Regions from separate parts of the Sus scrofa genome. Here region 2 is linked to region 1. The links are chromatin contacts, called in public Hi-C maps. All regions are on one chromosome and are shown on one strand. Each heading gives the region's core, a stretch centred on a gene start, on an enhancer-like site or on the middle of the called end of the contact. The rest is flanking DNA. Distances are from core to core; before and after follow the strand shown.

Region 1 (7,573 bases), core at 3,603-6,102:
ACACGGCCGCGGGAAACCATAAGGAAGGCTGCTCGGCCTCTCCCGCCCCTGTCCCTCCACCCGCCCTCCTGCCCAGCTCGGGCCAGCCTTGGGGGGACAATACCAGACACGAGAGGGGCCTTCTTCCTCTTGCTGGGCGGCAGGGAGTCCCAGGTCTTCGAGCTGCCTCGGGCGTGCAGCTTGTCATCCCACCACTCTGTGCCCCAGACCAGAGTCAGGATCGGGGTGCTGCTCCCCCTGCCCCCTGCAGCCTGCGACCCTCACGTGGGCCCTCCCTGGGCCCGCCCTTCTTCCCTGGCCGCACAGAGAAGCCCGGGAAAGAGGACGCTGTGCTTTTGGGAGCCTTGGTTTCCTCATCTGTTTCATGGACAGGGATGTGGGGACAACCCCTCCCTCCCCCGTGTCCTGCCTGGACGCAGACACGGGACCAGTCCTCTTGAGCCCCCACTGTGTCCCCCGGGGCTGGGCTGGGCCTGTCCCTGCTGGCTTTCAGTCCCCACAGCGACCACGAGGCAGGTCCTCTAACCAGCCCCCGGTGCAGGTGGGGCAGCCCAGGCCCTGCCTGCGGGCGGCACTGACAGGGCAGAGGGGGCCCCTCGCCTCACCAGAGCTGATGTCCAGGCTCTGGCGGTCCTCCTCCAGCCTCTGGATCCGCTCCTGCAGCTCCCCCTGCAGCGTGTCGTAGAGCAGCAGCTTCTCGCTCTGGAAGAGGCGGAGTGGCTCAGCCAGGCGGGCAGGGGCGCAGCTTCCGTCCCCCCCAGCGCCCACACCCAGGGGCTGCACGGTCACCTCCAGGTGCTGCCTGGCCCCCTGCAGCTCGCACTCGTACTTGTTCCTGATCACGTCCAGGCAGAAGCCCTTGTAGATCCCTGCGGAGGCCGAGGGGAGGCCCTGCCTGACTAAAGGGCAGCCGGGAGCCGGGCGAGGCAGGGGCAGGATGAGGGAGGAAGGGGGCAGAGAGCCGTGGGCTCCGGTAGGGGGACAGCCCACAGACCTGCCACCTGAATTCGAATCTTGAGGCTCCGCTGCAGCCCCCCGAGAGGCTCTGTGTACTCGGGCGCCCGCTCAGCTCCCACCTCCTCCAGCCGCACCCGCAGCTGACTCAGCCGTTCCCTGAACAACCTGGGAGGTAAAAGGCAGCCGTGCACCCCTGTGCTCAGCCGTCAAATGCGTGCGGGCCGCCGCACAGGCCCCAGGCCCGCGGACTCCCGGAAGGCCAGCCCCAGGGTCCCCACACTCACTTCTCCTTCAGCTCCGAGAACTGCTTCTCCAGGTCCAGCATCTCATTGACGCACTCGCTGCGGCGGCGCTCGTAGTCCTCATCGTCCATCTCTGGGACAGGAGGCCAGTCAGGGCTGGCTGGGGCCGGGGCCGGGGCCGGGGGCGGCAGGGCCGGCTTGCGGGTCTCACCTGAGCTCTCCTCCTCGGACTCGGTCGGGCTGCCGCTCCGTTCCTCCTCGCTCTCTTCCTCCTCCCCGTTCATCTCAGCAGCCGAGTCGCCCTCTGCTTCCATCTCCTCTGCGTCTTTGCTCGGAGGCTGGACAGGCATCTGGGCTCTGGGAGTAGCGGTGGAGCCAGTACTTGCCACTACCCACAGCTCTGCCCGAATGTGGCTACTCCAGGAGTGGCCTAACTGCAGGCGGGGGACCACTGGGGAAGGCACGAGACTCACCACATCCTGTGCGTGCCCACGCTCGGTGGAGCAGGTGCAAGCAGCCCTGGCCGCACATCTCCCAGGAGCCCGGGAGCCATGGGCATGCCCGTATGCCCTTGGACACTGTCGGTGATCCCAGGCCTGGGAACACCAGCCAAGACGATGACCCGTCAGCTGGGAAAGGCCAAGGGTGGGCTCCCCACTGCCTACCGGACTGGGCCCAAACCTTTTCTTTTTCTTTTTTTTTGCTTTTTAGGGCCACAGGTGCGACATATAGAGGTTCCCAGGCTAGGGGTCGAATCAAAGCTACAGCTGCCGGCCTACACCACAGCCACAACAATGCCAGATCCGAGCCGTCTGTGACCTACACCATAGCTCACAGCAATGCCAGATCCTTAACCCACTGAACGAGGCCAGGGAGTGAACCCACATCCTCATGGAGACTCGTCAGGTTTGTTACTGCTGAGCCACAATGGGAACTCCTGGGCCCAAACTTCTGATCCGGGCTTCCAAGGCCCTGCACAGACTGGACTTGAATCACCGGTCCAGCTCCTTCACCCCACCATCTGCTGGCCAGTTCTCAAATATACCACGCACTTCCCCACCAGCCCTAACGCCCACGGCGCTATTCTTTCTTTCTTTTTTTCTTTTTTTGGTCTTTTTAGAGCCATATTCGCAGCATATGGAGATTCCCAGGCCAGGGGTCCAATTGGAGCTGTAGACGTTGGCCTACACCACAGCTACAGCAACGCCAGATCCAAGCTGCGTCTGCGACCTACACCACAGCTCACGGCAATGCTGGATCCTTAACCCACTGAGCGAGACCAGGGATTGAACCCGAAACCTCATGGTTCCCAGTCAGATTCCTTTCTGCTGCGCCACGACGGGAACTCCTGTGCTATTCTTCTGCCTACACCGCCCTCCACTTCTCTTCCTGAGAACACTCTACGATGCTTGTGTTCTCACTGGGCTCAAATCCTATCTCCTGCTTCCTTCATGATCTCATGTCCTCAGTGCTGCCCTCTCCCTTATGCATCTTCAACTCTCGCTCCTGACAGCTCCTCCCAGAGAACGTCAGACGTGCTCAGGTATCTACCACCAGAGAGAGAAAGCAGAAACACAAAACCTCACCCCACCCCACTGCTCGCCGTTTTCCACCTCATGGCTACTTTTCAAGGCCTTGTGGACACTTGCTATTCCTACTCGCCCACCTCCCACTTGTTCTGTTCCTGTATCATCACTCTCAGCTGAAGCCCATCCTGTAGAGTTAACTGACGAACTCCTCGTACCTAATGCCAGTATTTTTTGGTGCTTATCTTAGGTTGACTTCTCAGCAAACTGAACAGTCTTAAGCATTCCTTCTTTTAGTCACTCATTTAATATTTACTGAAGATCTAATACATGCTAGGTAGCAGCAGACACTATGGTAGGAGCTGGGCACAGGTGCGACAGTCTCTGACCTCAAGGAGTTTACAAGTTCCTGGGACAGAAAGGCTAAGAAACAGACTGTTGCTGTGGGGTGAGAAGAGTTAAGACCAGGGGCTTACGGGAGAGGCATCTAACTGGGACCTGGAGCCTGCTGCAGCAGTGAGGGCCTGCAGAGGAAGATGGGCCAGACAGATGAGCTGAGCTGGTCAAGAGAGGGTGCATTCTAAGTAGAGTGAGTAGCAGGTGCAAACACCCCAAGAGGAGAGAAGGGGGCAGGGCTGGGGGTCCATGGGTCTAAGCCTCACAGAGAAATGTGGGCTGCAGAGATCTGGTCATCACATCGTGAGTTCTTCAGGCCTTGGGAGAGGGTGCAACCAGCAAGGCAGAATGTGTGGAGTGAGAAGGAGTTCATGATGGAACTTCTAGGGTCATCAAAGGGGCAGATGACAAGATGCCAGGAAAGGAGAAGGAAATTAGCAAGAGACAGAGGAGGAAAAAGTCAGAGTATAGGGGGAGAGAGAGAATTTCAGAATGAAGGAGATGAGACAGTGCCAAATGCTGCCAAAAGATCGCCCAAGAGGAAGACTAAACAGTCTCAATAGATCATTTCTGACTAAAGGGGTTTCTACTTCACCGGATGTTTTCCTCTGGGTACTTTGTAGTCCTTCAGATCCGCGTAGATGCCCCTCCTTATTTATTTCCACGTCTGTTGCCCATCCTCATGCCTGTCTGTGAGCCTCCCCAGGGCAGGGCTGCACACGCGCTTTACCCACCCCGCGCAGTACTGACTCACTAGACCACTGGAGGATTTGCGAATGCAAATTAAACAAAACACATTTTTGCAGGGCAGGAAATGGCTTTCTTAGTAGCCCCTGGTCCCTACAGTGGTAGCAAACCCAAAGTGTTTTGTCACCTTTCCTTGACATCAGTTTGAGTAAACTGACTGGCCTAGAGGGCCGTTTCAAAGCATTCCTCAAGGATTTCACAAATGATCTGAACCTGAGCTGAAAACCTCGGTTCTCCAAATCAGCCTCCTCTTTCCCTTTTTCAAGCCTCAGTTCCTGGAGTTCCCAAACTTTGCAATTTCTCTTCACTGTTAAATATATTTTAACAACTCGGGGTAAGTCCCACCTTTCTGGACCAGAGAGGGCGGGGCTTGGGGGGAGGTCTCTCTCCACCAGTCTCTGGGTCTACTGAGAGAGCCAAATTAAATCACATCCTCCCCACTTTAGCCCGGGTACAAAATGAGGATAACCATCACTACTCTGGGTGTTGTAAAGATGGCAAGAGGTAAGGGATCGAAAAGCAAACTATAAGGTGCTGTGCACATGCAATTTATCTTTTCAGAAAGCGAGCATGTCAAGGGCACGCCTCGTAGGAAGGAAGATTCTTCCCCACCCTCGAAGAAGCCGACCCAGTCCCTCCACGGCGCACCCAGAGCCTCGCGCCCCGCTCCATCTCCGTACGCGGCGGAGCGGGCGGGAGAGTCACTGGCTCCTCGGTCCCGCGGCCCCAGCTCGCGTCCGGGCGGTTAAGTCTCGCTACCGCCCTGGATATTGGGCAGGCTCCGACTGCCTGTCCGAAAGGGCAAACCAGGCGCCAGGGTTGGCGTTACGCACCCGTAGGTAGTGGCGCTTCCAGCCTCACGTCTTAGATTCCCCAAGAGGTGCCGGAGGTTATCGGTACTGGCTGCCGCTGTGGGGGTCCCGGAAGCGCCGCACCGGTCCCTCTTCTCCGGGGGCGGGGCCTACCCGCGCTTTCCGCATGCGTCATCAGGAGGCGCCCATCGGAGTGCTCACAATTGGATAGCTGGGGCGAGGCATGCTGGGATACCGCGGGACGGTTTCCATGGCAACGGACCGACATTCACACAGGCTTTCAGCATGCAGGAAAGGCCCTTGTGCCTTCCTAGCTTTGCAGCCCTCGCGTCTGGGTCCACAGTCACCTCCCGGCGGCGCGAAAGGGGAGAACCTGCGACCCGCGGCCCCCACCCCCGCCCGGTTCCGGAGAGTAATGGAGCCAGCTGTAGGTGTGAACACTCATTTATTTACACATTGTAGTCGGTAGGCAAATCACCCAGCCCAGGCTATTCAAGGGTACAGATCTCAGACGCACAGAACCTGCAGATCCTTCCCTTCTCTAGAGCCCCCGGGACGGAGGCCTAAGACACCAGGAAGTTTCGGCTTCTGCCCAAAAGCTAAGAACTAAATTCAACGCCTTCATCTGATTTCTTTCCAAAAAGCCCATTTTGTTAACTACTCAGACTTCTCAGCTCTGCCCCCATTCATACTTTTTGCTCTCCTACTGCTCACCCACCCAAGATTGTTAATAATAATAACAATAATAATAACAACAATAATAATACTGTAATAATATTAATAATACTTCACATTTGTACGAAGCTTACAGAATGTTTTCACATATAGCATCTCATCTGAGCCTCCCAGCAGTTCTGTGAGGTAGGTATTCTCACCTCCCTTTTACAGACGGGGTAACTGAGGCTCAGAGAGAGAACGGGATTTGCTCAAGGCCACACAGCTAGTTAGTGGTTAAGCTAGGACTTGATCCCAGCACCCCATATTCAAGTCCAGTGTTCAAACACCACAGCTACCACTGTAAAGTGGAGTGACGTTTCTTACCCCAGTCAGGCCTGAGGGGCGGCCTAAGGAGGGAGGAGGCTGAGACTTCTCAGACTAGGGGAAGGAAGGGCTCAGCAGTGACGTGGGGAGTCGGGGTACTTGGCCTTCAACTCCTGCTTGAACTGACGGTAAAGGATCTTATTGTGCTGATTTTCGGCCTCCTTTTGGGGGTGGAATTTCAAAGCTTCTTTGAAGCCTTTATGAACCAGGAAACCTTCGTTCAGCACCTCAAAATCGAATCCTGCCACGTGCAACTCACAAGCCTGTGGAGGGAGAAATAGGTCAGCAAAGTTTGATGAGGTTCCCAGGCCAGAGACGGACATCACTGCTCACTCCAGCATGCCCATTCCTCTGGAGGCATCCTGGATCTTTCAGCCATCCAGCCACCTCCTAAACTATGATCCCTCCTGCCTCACTGGCTCCTTTCCATCCAGGGCCACCCACAGCTCCCTGATTTCACCATCCCTCCTGCCCCATTTCCCTTGCCCTCTCCCTTATGAGCACCTGGCTGATGCGATTGAAGCCATACTGCCGAAAGCGCTCGTCGAAAGTGGGCACCTTGCCTCCGGCCACGTAGAATGGCTCCCAGGGGTCCTGCCAGGGCACCACATAGGAAGGCCTCAGCAAGGTCTCTTCTGGCAGGTTGACCCAGCGGGAGTAGTTGGTGGGCGCTTGGCAGGGCGTGCACAGCCCATAATAGAAAGGCCGCACCTCGCCCACCTGGTAGAGCTGCAGCAGCTCGTTTTTGTTAGTGGGCATGCGGCGAGCTCGACGGATCTCAAAGGCGGGCACCACCAGCGCTGTGCCCGCCCACTGCTTGCTCTGATCCAGCATTTCCCGCAGGCCTCTCCACAGCCCCTCGCTGGGCACCATGTCCACGTCGATTACCAGGGCATAGTTGGCCCCCTCACGAGCCAGATTCCTCAACAGGTTATTGGGGTAGGAGACATTGGTGCCCAGTGCATAATTGATCCCGGGCTGGGCTACCCTGGCTAGTTTGTCAAAGACCTCCTGGCAGGACCGCAACAGGGCAAACTCTCCTGGCTCCCGAGGATCGGGCACGGCGGCCTCATAGCGTGAGGGGCACACCAGGTGCATGGCGACCCTGGCGCGCATATCGGGGCAGTGGCTGCTCAGCGCATAGGTCAGCACCGTGGCCAGCTGCGCCTCCTCCTTGGTGGCCGCGAACACCGACACGGAGAGCGGGCCCTCCCAACGCTCCAACAGGCCCGATAGATGCAGCAGGTTGTCCACACTGGCGTGCGTCGCCAGGATCACATCGTTGGGGTCCATGGTGGTCTTCAGTAGGCCCCTGTAGACGCGGTAGTCACCGCTAGCGTCCAGGACGCCTCCGGAGGCCAGCGCGGTGCGGAGCTGCGCCTTGACTTGGTCCACCGACCGCGGGGACGGGGGGAAGAACTCGAAATATTGGTCTTGCTCCTCCTGCCCATGCAGCCCGGACAGCAGCGACAGGTAGAGCAGCTGCAGCATCGCTACCAGCATTAGCGCGGCCAGCAGCAGCTGGTAGAAAGCGCACCGGATGGCGTACGACATCTGCATGGCTTGCGGGGCTCGGGGCGCGCAGCAGGGACCACCGGGCCGCAACCTCTGCCAGCCGCCGCAAGCCCGGATTTACCGCAGCCTCCCGAGCGGAGCCGAAACGAGCCGAGGCGAGCCGAGCCCCGCACGCAGCCCCGCCCGCCCGCCCGCGTAGGCCTCCGGGGCGCCAGCTCGCCCCCTGCGCGCCGGGAGGAGCTACTGCATCCTCCGCCCGCGCCCCGCGCTTTTGCAGAGAGGCTGGGAGCCGGCTGCCGCCGCGCATGTTGGGTTCTCGGGGTCTCGCACCCGCTCC
Region 2 (7,573 bases), core at 2,976-5,475, 52 kb before region 1:
AAACGACATCAAGGAAACCAAATCTTCGCTGTATGGAAAAATCAGTGCCAGCAGGGACCAGGGGTCACCGAACCAAGTGGAAAGTCAGCCAGTATATGATGAGGGGCTGGAAGGCTGCAGCTCCCAGGGTCAGGTAGAGCTGGAGGCGCTGCCGGGGGGCCGGGCCCCCCATGCTGTCGGAGCCCAGGGCTGCAGTTCGCAAAGAGCGCACCTGGAAGACAGGAGGGAGCTGAAGCTGGGCCGGGAGGGGAGGCTTGTCCCCAGCTCTGACCCGGGCAAAGAGCGGCCGACCCAGACTCACGATGAAGTACATGAGCGCAGACGAAGTCCAGGCCAGCGCTACGTAGTAGCCATCGCTGCCAAAAAGCAGGCCCGTGAGAACACTGAGGATCATCCTGCAGAGGGCAGGGGCGGGGGAGGAAGAGAAGGCTGGAGCCCTCCCAAGCATCCAGGTCTGAGACTGAGCCCGCCTGCCAGGACCCCGAGCCCAGCCTAGACCTGGTCTACCGTCACTGGAGCCCCTGACCCCGAATGGGACCCACAGGGACCTAGACTCCGAATGAAACGGCAAGGCCAGGGCTCAGCCCGAGGCCCTGGATCTGAGACCCCCTTCAGCACCCCAGCTCGAGGCCTTTCTCTCCTGTGCTCCCAGGCGATGCTCAATACGCCCCTGACCTCCTGAGCAACACTGCACAGTTCCAAGGAGATGCGGGAGACAGGTGGTCCCCTAGCAGAGGAGAGCTAGAGGGGCGGAGAGTGTCCAGGGTCACAATTCGAGGCTGCAGCTCAACAGGCCAGGAGTCCAGGCAGCCGGCACCCCCCCACCCAGGCCGGCCTCCCTTGAGGTCCACAGCTGCTCACCCCACATATTTGTAGCCACTGTAGGCCAGCAGGTGGAAGGTGCTCAGGTCACTGCGCACGGTGGCCAGGTAGATGCCCAGGAGCAAGGCTAGCACCTCCATCACCACCCACACCAGCGCGGTACTTGCACACAGGCCCAGCACCTCTGGGGAGAACCTGTGGCCGGGTGGGGGTGGGGAGAGGTGAGTCCCAAACCAGCCATTCTGTGGCAGGGGCGGGGAAGTGCTGGGGATGCGGAAGGGGTTGGCACCGACCTTTTCTGAATGCCCAGCGCCATCCCAGCCAGCAGCACATAGGTGATGAAGGCCATCGCTGCCAAGAGCCAGAGACATGTCATCAGCCTGGTTTCTCCACCAGTGCACCACCCCCAACACACACCTAGGTACTCGGAGTCACCCCTTCACCCGCAGTGTTTCCTTCCCTGGATTTCCCAACATGCCTGCCTGCCTGGGATGCCCTCCCTGTGCAGCCTTTTCCCCCTGGGTAAATGCCACCCTGCCCTTCTCTCAGGACCACTAGGCCTCCTCCTGCCCTGTCCCTGGACTAGGAAACTCCCTAAAGTTTCCTGCTGTGTCTCAGAAACGACATCACAGGTCAAGGTCATTGCTCATCCCAGACCAACAGGCAGGGGCCAGATGGACCAAAAGGCAGGCTCGGCAGACAACCCAGGCAGTCCCAGCAGTCCAGGCCATGGGGGTGACCTGACCTCAGCCAGAAATGTTAAGTCTGGCCTTTGTACTGGCTCCAGCTCTGGCCACCCTGCCACATGGACCTCTGCTCTTTTCACAAAAGCTCAGGTGGGAGATGGCCTCTCACAGCAATTTCAACTCATGAGTCCTGGCCTCGGCCCCCTGAAGGCACCACGAGAACTGATGTGCCCACAAGGACATGGAGTAGGAACCAAACTACCAGCCACGTGGCCTCAAATATACTCAAAGCTCTCTGAGCCTTGGCGTTGACACGTGAGAGGGGATGGTGGTTCCTGCCTTACCCGCCACTATGACAGGGAAGCAGAATGAGGGGGAAGAAGAAGCTGTGACTCTCCAGGGCCACGGGCTGTCATGCTGCCCTCCCTGCCACTGGCTGCCCTCTTGGCAGCCCTTCGGAGGGCTGGCCCCAGGCCCGCCACCACTCCTTCATGTCACTATGGGCCTCGCCTTGTGCAGTCCCTGGACAGAGAGGACTCAGACCAGGGTCCACCAGCCACAGCACCGTGTGGGTGGCCTGACCCAGGCCATGTGGTTGGACAGCTGTGGGACCCAGAAGGGAGTGACAGCTTCCTCAGAGGAGGGGCTGCTGGAGCAGGCCTTGGGGGGCAAGTAATGACAGTGATAAGGGCTATTATTTGCTGCCGATTCCTGTGCTCAGCACGCACATCACCTCGCTGAATGTCCACAGTTTCCTGTCCTTTGTGGTAGGAACCATGGCAATTCCAGTTACTCAGAAGGGTGAAAGCACCTGAGGTTCCAGAGCTGGAAGTTGCAGGGCCAGGTCTACACCCTGGGGTCCAGGCTGAGGAGGGACAGGGTTCAAGTCAAGTGGCCGGAAGTACCCTGATGGCACACCCAGGAGGCTGCCTCCTGGTCATCCCACTCTGTCCACCTGCTCTACCCGGTGTCTAGAGACACCACGAAAGCCACACACAAAAGCACCAAGAGCAGATGCTGAATCAACACGTGCGCCTCTCTCTTCTCGGTGCCTCAGGGCACAAGTCTGCCCACATGCCCCAGCCCAGGTCAAAGACTCACTGGGAATATAGAGGTCGGGGGCGTTGAGGTCTTGCCGAGGGGGCAGAGGCACATCGCGACTGTACTGCACTTCCCAGTTCTGGTGTTGGCGGCGGCGCAGCAGCAGCGGCGGATTAGAGGGAAAAAACAAGAAGAGAGGAACGAGGGGGGTTGAGATCTGGGGATCGGACTCTGCGGCAGGATGAGGGAGGCAAGGGGGCCCGCCCTGGGAGGCAGCTCACCTGGTGTGTGTAAGGGAAGACCAGCAGCCCTAGCTTCTTAGCCACATAGGCTGTGTCCACAGCGAAAAAATACTTGAGTTTGTTCACAGACACGAAACGGTGTAGCTGGGAGGTGGAAAGAGGAGGCTGTGGGCAAGCCGCACCCTGGACCTCAGGGTGCTCCTCCCCTGAGGGCTACCAGGAGGACTGGGTGGGACCCCGTGATGCCCCAGCCCTGGGCAGAAATCCTGCCCCCCTTGCCCTGGGGGTGGGCCACACCTCCTTGTGCACCATGTCCTTCCCATGGGAGGCGATGGAGCTGCCATAGGCCATAGCCACGTTGGCCATTGGGTCCCCAAGCAAGTGGTTGACATTGAAGGCCACGTCGGCTCCTGGGGCTGGGTATCCCCCTGGCTGGCTGGAGTAACCACCGCTTGTGTCATCGAAGAGGGAAGGGGGATCCGGAGCTGCCCGGGCCCTGTGCTTGGAGCCTGTGGGTTTGCAGGTACCAGAGTAGGTGACAGGAATACCAAGCATGAGCCCAAACCACTGCCCCGTCCCCAGGCTGGGCAGCCCTGTATGGGTCCTGGGAGCACCAAGCAATCAGTGAAGGAAATTCTAGCTGGATGAGGAGTAGTTAACACAGAAAGAACTTTGATGAGTAATCTGTTTCAAGAGATGCTAAAAGTGGGCAAAGAAAGAGCTGAGGCAGCCCCTGGAATTGGGTGCCCCCATGAGGGTTCCTGGGGGCTTCTCAAGGGAAGTGATTTCTGAACTAAGCCTTGGAGACTGAGTTTGCTAGGTGGAGAAGATAATTGGGAGGGCATCCCCCATGAACAAGGGCGGTAAAGGCGACGGCTGGGTACACGGAGGCCCTGGGTAATGGTCAGCAAGTCTACCAGGGTCACGACAGAGAAAGGAAGTTTGGGAGGCAGACCCCAATCATGTCCGAGTCGGGCACGGGGATCCCAGTAGTGCTGTCACCACCGGATCTGATCTCAGGTTTAGGCCAAGAGGGCGAAGTCCGGGACGCGTTGCTGAGTCTCACGATGCAGGAACCCGAGTGACATCTGCCACTCTGGGCAGCGGTCACGGCCGCCCCTCTCCCTCAGGGTGAGCGGGCCGCGCCGCCGACCCTCCTCCGGCTGGTCGGTCCGCGCCCCGCCCGCCCCGCGCCCCACGCACCGTGGGCTCCGTAGCCCGAGTGATAAGCCATGGCCCCGACGCTCGCTCTCTCCGAGGGCCCGCTGCGTCGCCTGGTCGGTAAGAATACTAGTGGGGCAGCTGCTCCGCTTCCTGGGCACGGACCGAGGTTACAGAACAGCCCGACACGTCTCTGTACTGTCCGACTGCAGCAGCCATGTCCACAGCGTCATCCCCTGCCGCCTGCCATTGGCTCCTCCGCGGCGCGGACTCGCCCCTCCCCTCTCTCAATTGGCTACTGGCGCGCCCTCGCTGATGCGGATTCGGCAGCCGTCAACTTCCGGGCGGCAGAATAGGCGGAGCAATTTAATCCGCTCTTGGATTGGATAATGGATTTGTTAGTTCGCGGCGGAGTAGCCAATAGGTGGGTTAAGGTAAGAGGATGTTGAGAATTATTTCCGCGCCTGCGCAGTGGCCATTTGACGCTCGCCCTGCCACGACTACAGCAGGCGGAGACTAGGCGGAGGCGGGCTGCGGTTGGAGTCCAGGGGTGAAGATTCACTCGCGGGACGTACTCCAGGAGGGAATGGGATGGTGGGGCTGTAGCCAAGCCCTGTCCCTCCGGGCTCTTGCCCCTCCCTCTCAATGCTAGCTTTCCTTCCCGTCCTCCATACTGGCGCAGAGCCCTGGCAGCCCGAGGAGGTGTTGGTAGGAGGCCCGGCCGAGCAGTGACAGCGCGGCCAAGCGAGCTCCAGGATACTTACTGACTGCTCCTCCCGCCTCCCACCCCTCCTTTCCTCGCGGTTGCTGTCCATCCTCTGGTGCTGAAATGCCCTACAGCCACAGCTGCCGACCCCAGGATGTTGGGAGGGCCTGAGCTGTACACACACACACACACACACAAATACACACCCATTACACGGTTGAAAAACTGAGGTCCAGGTCTTAAGTCCCAGAGTTTGGGTGGTAATAGAGTTGGGATAGGATCCTGCGCCAGACTTGTCCCACGACTCTCCAGACGATTGTGAGTGGAGGTGTGCTGATTCACCTCCTGAAGCTGTGGTTGAAACTCCTGAGTCATTGCCAGCCCAGCAGTCATCTAGAAGTGAGACACCCCCCTCCCCACAAGCCTCACTCTCCACCTTTCTCTCACTCCCACCTTCCCCAAAGACAGCCTCTGGGGGCCGCCCTTCTTGGAGGCCTCCACCCACCATTTCCAGCAAGATCAGGTCCTCTGCGACCTGCCTCTAGTTAGATACCCAGTGTCCAGTTACACCAGGTGACCTTCCTGCTCTCTGAACTCAGTCGACATGGTCCAGTAGTAGGGCCTTTGCCCAGAAGTCCCTCCACCTGGGATGCTCTTCCCCTCATACCCACTTGTCCAAAATCAAATTATCCTTTAAGAGTGAGATCAACTTGTGCCTCTCAGAGAGACAAAGGGAACAGAGTTCTTACCTGGCTTGGGGTGGAGGCTGGAGGCCAGGTTCTAGGCTTTCTCTGGGTGCAGTGGTTTGCCCTGGATGTAAATTCCATGAGGACAGGGCTTGTGTCATTCTCCATTTCTTTCCTGGTCTTCACAATACTTATGAATGTGTCACAGTACTTGCATATAGATGACACTCAATAAACACCGGTGCCCAATAAATAAAAAATAAATGCATGAAATCCTGGTTAAGTTCTTTCCTCTCTCTACCATGTCAGTTACCTCATCTTTAAACGGGTAGAGGTGTTGACCAAGTGGTCTCTGAATTGCTCTTTGGGGGAAAAAAAGTCACCAAACCAAACCAAACCCACCTAGCATTGCAGCTCCCTATGTCCTCTATCTAGTGATTTTCTACCCTGGGGGCTAGGCCCTGACCCAGGGGTTGAAGTGAAGGTTTGAGGCCCCTGAGGGCCAGGGAGCAGCACTGAGGCCAGCAGGATCTGGGAAGGAGTCCTCTCATGAAGGACAAATCCCACTCCCCTGCCCCGCATGATGAATGTGCATTGAATCCAACACCTTTTCATCCCCGTTTCTCAGGTGGAAAAACTGAGGTTGGGGTTACAGCGTGCTGACTCAAGGTCACAAAGCCTAGGGCCCTGGGGGTCCAGGCCTCTTGCTTGCCTGCTCTAAGTGGAGCACAGCGCCTGTGTCCAGCTAATGAGACTCACCTCACCTTTCAGGATTCTAACTGCCCCCTACCACGATCGAGGCCTAAGGAGGGGGGTCTGGGTGGGCTTAGGCCTGGACCCACTCCTCAGAGATGGGAATCGGTCGGTACCCACCCACCTTCGGGATCCCCCCTCCTCATTTTACAGCGGGGGAGACTCAGGCCCCAGAAAACAAGGATTCGTCCGAGGTCCCAAGCACGAGCGCAGCAGGAGGGGAAAGCAGGTGTCCGGCCGCCCAGCCTGGGCTTCTCAGGGGCGGGGGCAGCGCCCGCGGTGCCAGGCGCTGCCGGCAGCGCGGCGGGTGCCGCGGGGGCGGGGTCAGCGGAGGGCGGGGCGCCGGGCACCGCGGCCGCCAACGCCGCCGCCGCCGCCTCTGCCGCCGCCGCCGCCGCCGCCGCCGCGCCCGGGCTCGAGCTCCGCACACTCCCTCCGCGGCCGCTGCGCCGAGCGGACGTCCCCCCGGGCGGAGCCGCAGCCCTCCGCGCTCCCCCCTATCATGCCCGGGGCCCGGGCGGGGGCCGCCCGTGCAGCCTGGACACCATGCCCGAGGGCGGCGGTGGCGACGGCGGGGAGGTGCCCGCGCTCATCCCGGACGGCGAGACGCTGCGGGAGGAGGTACCGGCGCCGTGCGGTGGGGATACGGAGCCGAGCCGAGGCTGGCGCGGGGGGACGGGGGTGCCAAGGGAAGGGGCGACCCCTGGGGCGGGGGCTGAGGAGGGAGGTCCGCAGCCTCGGCGGCCAATGACGTCATTGGGTAGTCTGCATCCCGCGAGGGGTCCCGGGGCCTAGGGGCCTGCGTGGGGGTCGGGGTGGGGCGGCTGGGAAGGGATTTGGGGGGCACCTCCCACCCCCGGCGCCCCCTCATCCAGCCTCGCCCTCCTATGACGTCAGCACCTGACCCCTGCGCGTCCCCATCCTGCAGCGCAGCCCCTCATCCTCAGAGCCCCGGGGTCAGGCCCCCGGCCCGGCCCGGCCCAGCGGCTCACGAGGTGTCCAGGCGGCGCCTGCAATGCAGCAACAGTAGCAGGGACCTGGGGGGCGGGGAGCGGAGGGAGGAGGGGAAAGAGAAAGGGAGGAGGCCTCTGGTACCCCTTCTCCTCCTCCCTATGGTGAGGCCCCAGGGCCTATCCTGCTGGGTGGGACCCTCAGAACGGCCCCTCCTGCGTCCTAGCCAGGAAGAGGATCTGCAGGGGTGTGCGGCCCTGTGTAGGGAGCTGGGGATGATAGGTGGTGAGTGGATGGTGGGTGTGCGAATGCCAGTGGGAGCGCTCACACCTCGAGCGGAACATATGTGCCCTGTAGTCAGGTGAGGGTCGGTGGGCCCCTTGCCTTGGGTGAAGTGGGAATGTCTGAGTGCCTGTGAGCACATCCTGTGGGCGGGGGGGGGGTCTCCCTGTGGAGTCTATAGGGTGTGGGTGTCAGGTTGGAGGAGGGGTGGGGGTGGCGGGTGTGCACTGTGGTAGGTAAGGG

Evidence for each region. A called contact is a pair of places that touch in the nucleus more often than the background predicts.
Region 2: a Hi-C map of liver shows a contact between it and region 1, with 4 times the contacts expected there. The contact joins the promoter of YIF1A here to the promoter of BRMS1 in region 1. A contact is called at or near these places in 3 of 47 Hi-C or Micro-C datasets (brain, liver and mesenchymal stem cells).

Annotation. Positions count from the first base shown.
Region 1 is chr2:6,043,356-6,050,928 of Sscrofa11.1, reverse strand. It overlaps BRMS1 (breast cancer metastasis-suppressor 1), which reads right to left and starts at 4,852. Exons shown (of 10, transcript XM_003480672.4): 1 at 4,702-4,852; 2 at 1,411-1,556; 3 at 1,242-1,332; 4 at 995-1,122; 5 at 790-869; 6 at 606-702; 7 at 104-196. The coding sequence starts at 1,549. It overlaps B4GAT1 (beta-1,4-glucuronyltransferase 1), which reads right to left and starts at 7,335. Exons shown (of 2, transcript NM_001315579.1): 1 at 6,226-7,335; 2 at 5,709-5,984. The coding sequence starts at 7,281. The coding sequence ends at 5,793.
Region 2 is chr2:6,094,401-6,101,973 of Sscrofa11.1, reverse strand. YIF1A (protein YIF1A) reads right to left here and starts at 4,225. Exons shown (of 8, transcript XM_013994066.2): 1 at 3,995-4,225; 2 at 3,089-3,300; 3 at 2,831-2,935; 4 at 2,610-2,688; 5 at 2,242-2,373; 6 at 1,116-1,173; 7 at 302-395; 8 at 9-211. The coding sequence starts at 4,025. The coding sequence ends at 65. It overlaps TMEM151A (transmembrane protein 151A), which reads left to right and starts at 6,475. Exons shown (of 2, transcript XM_003122499.4): 1 at 6,475-6,718. The coding sequence starts at 6,644.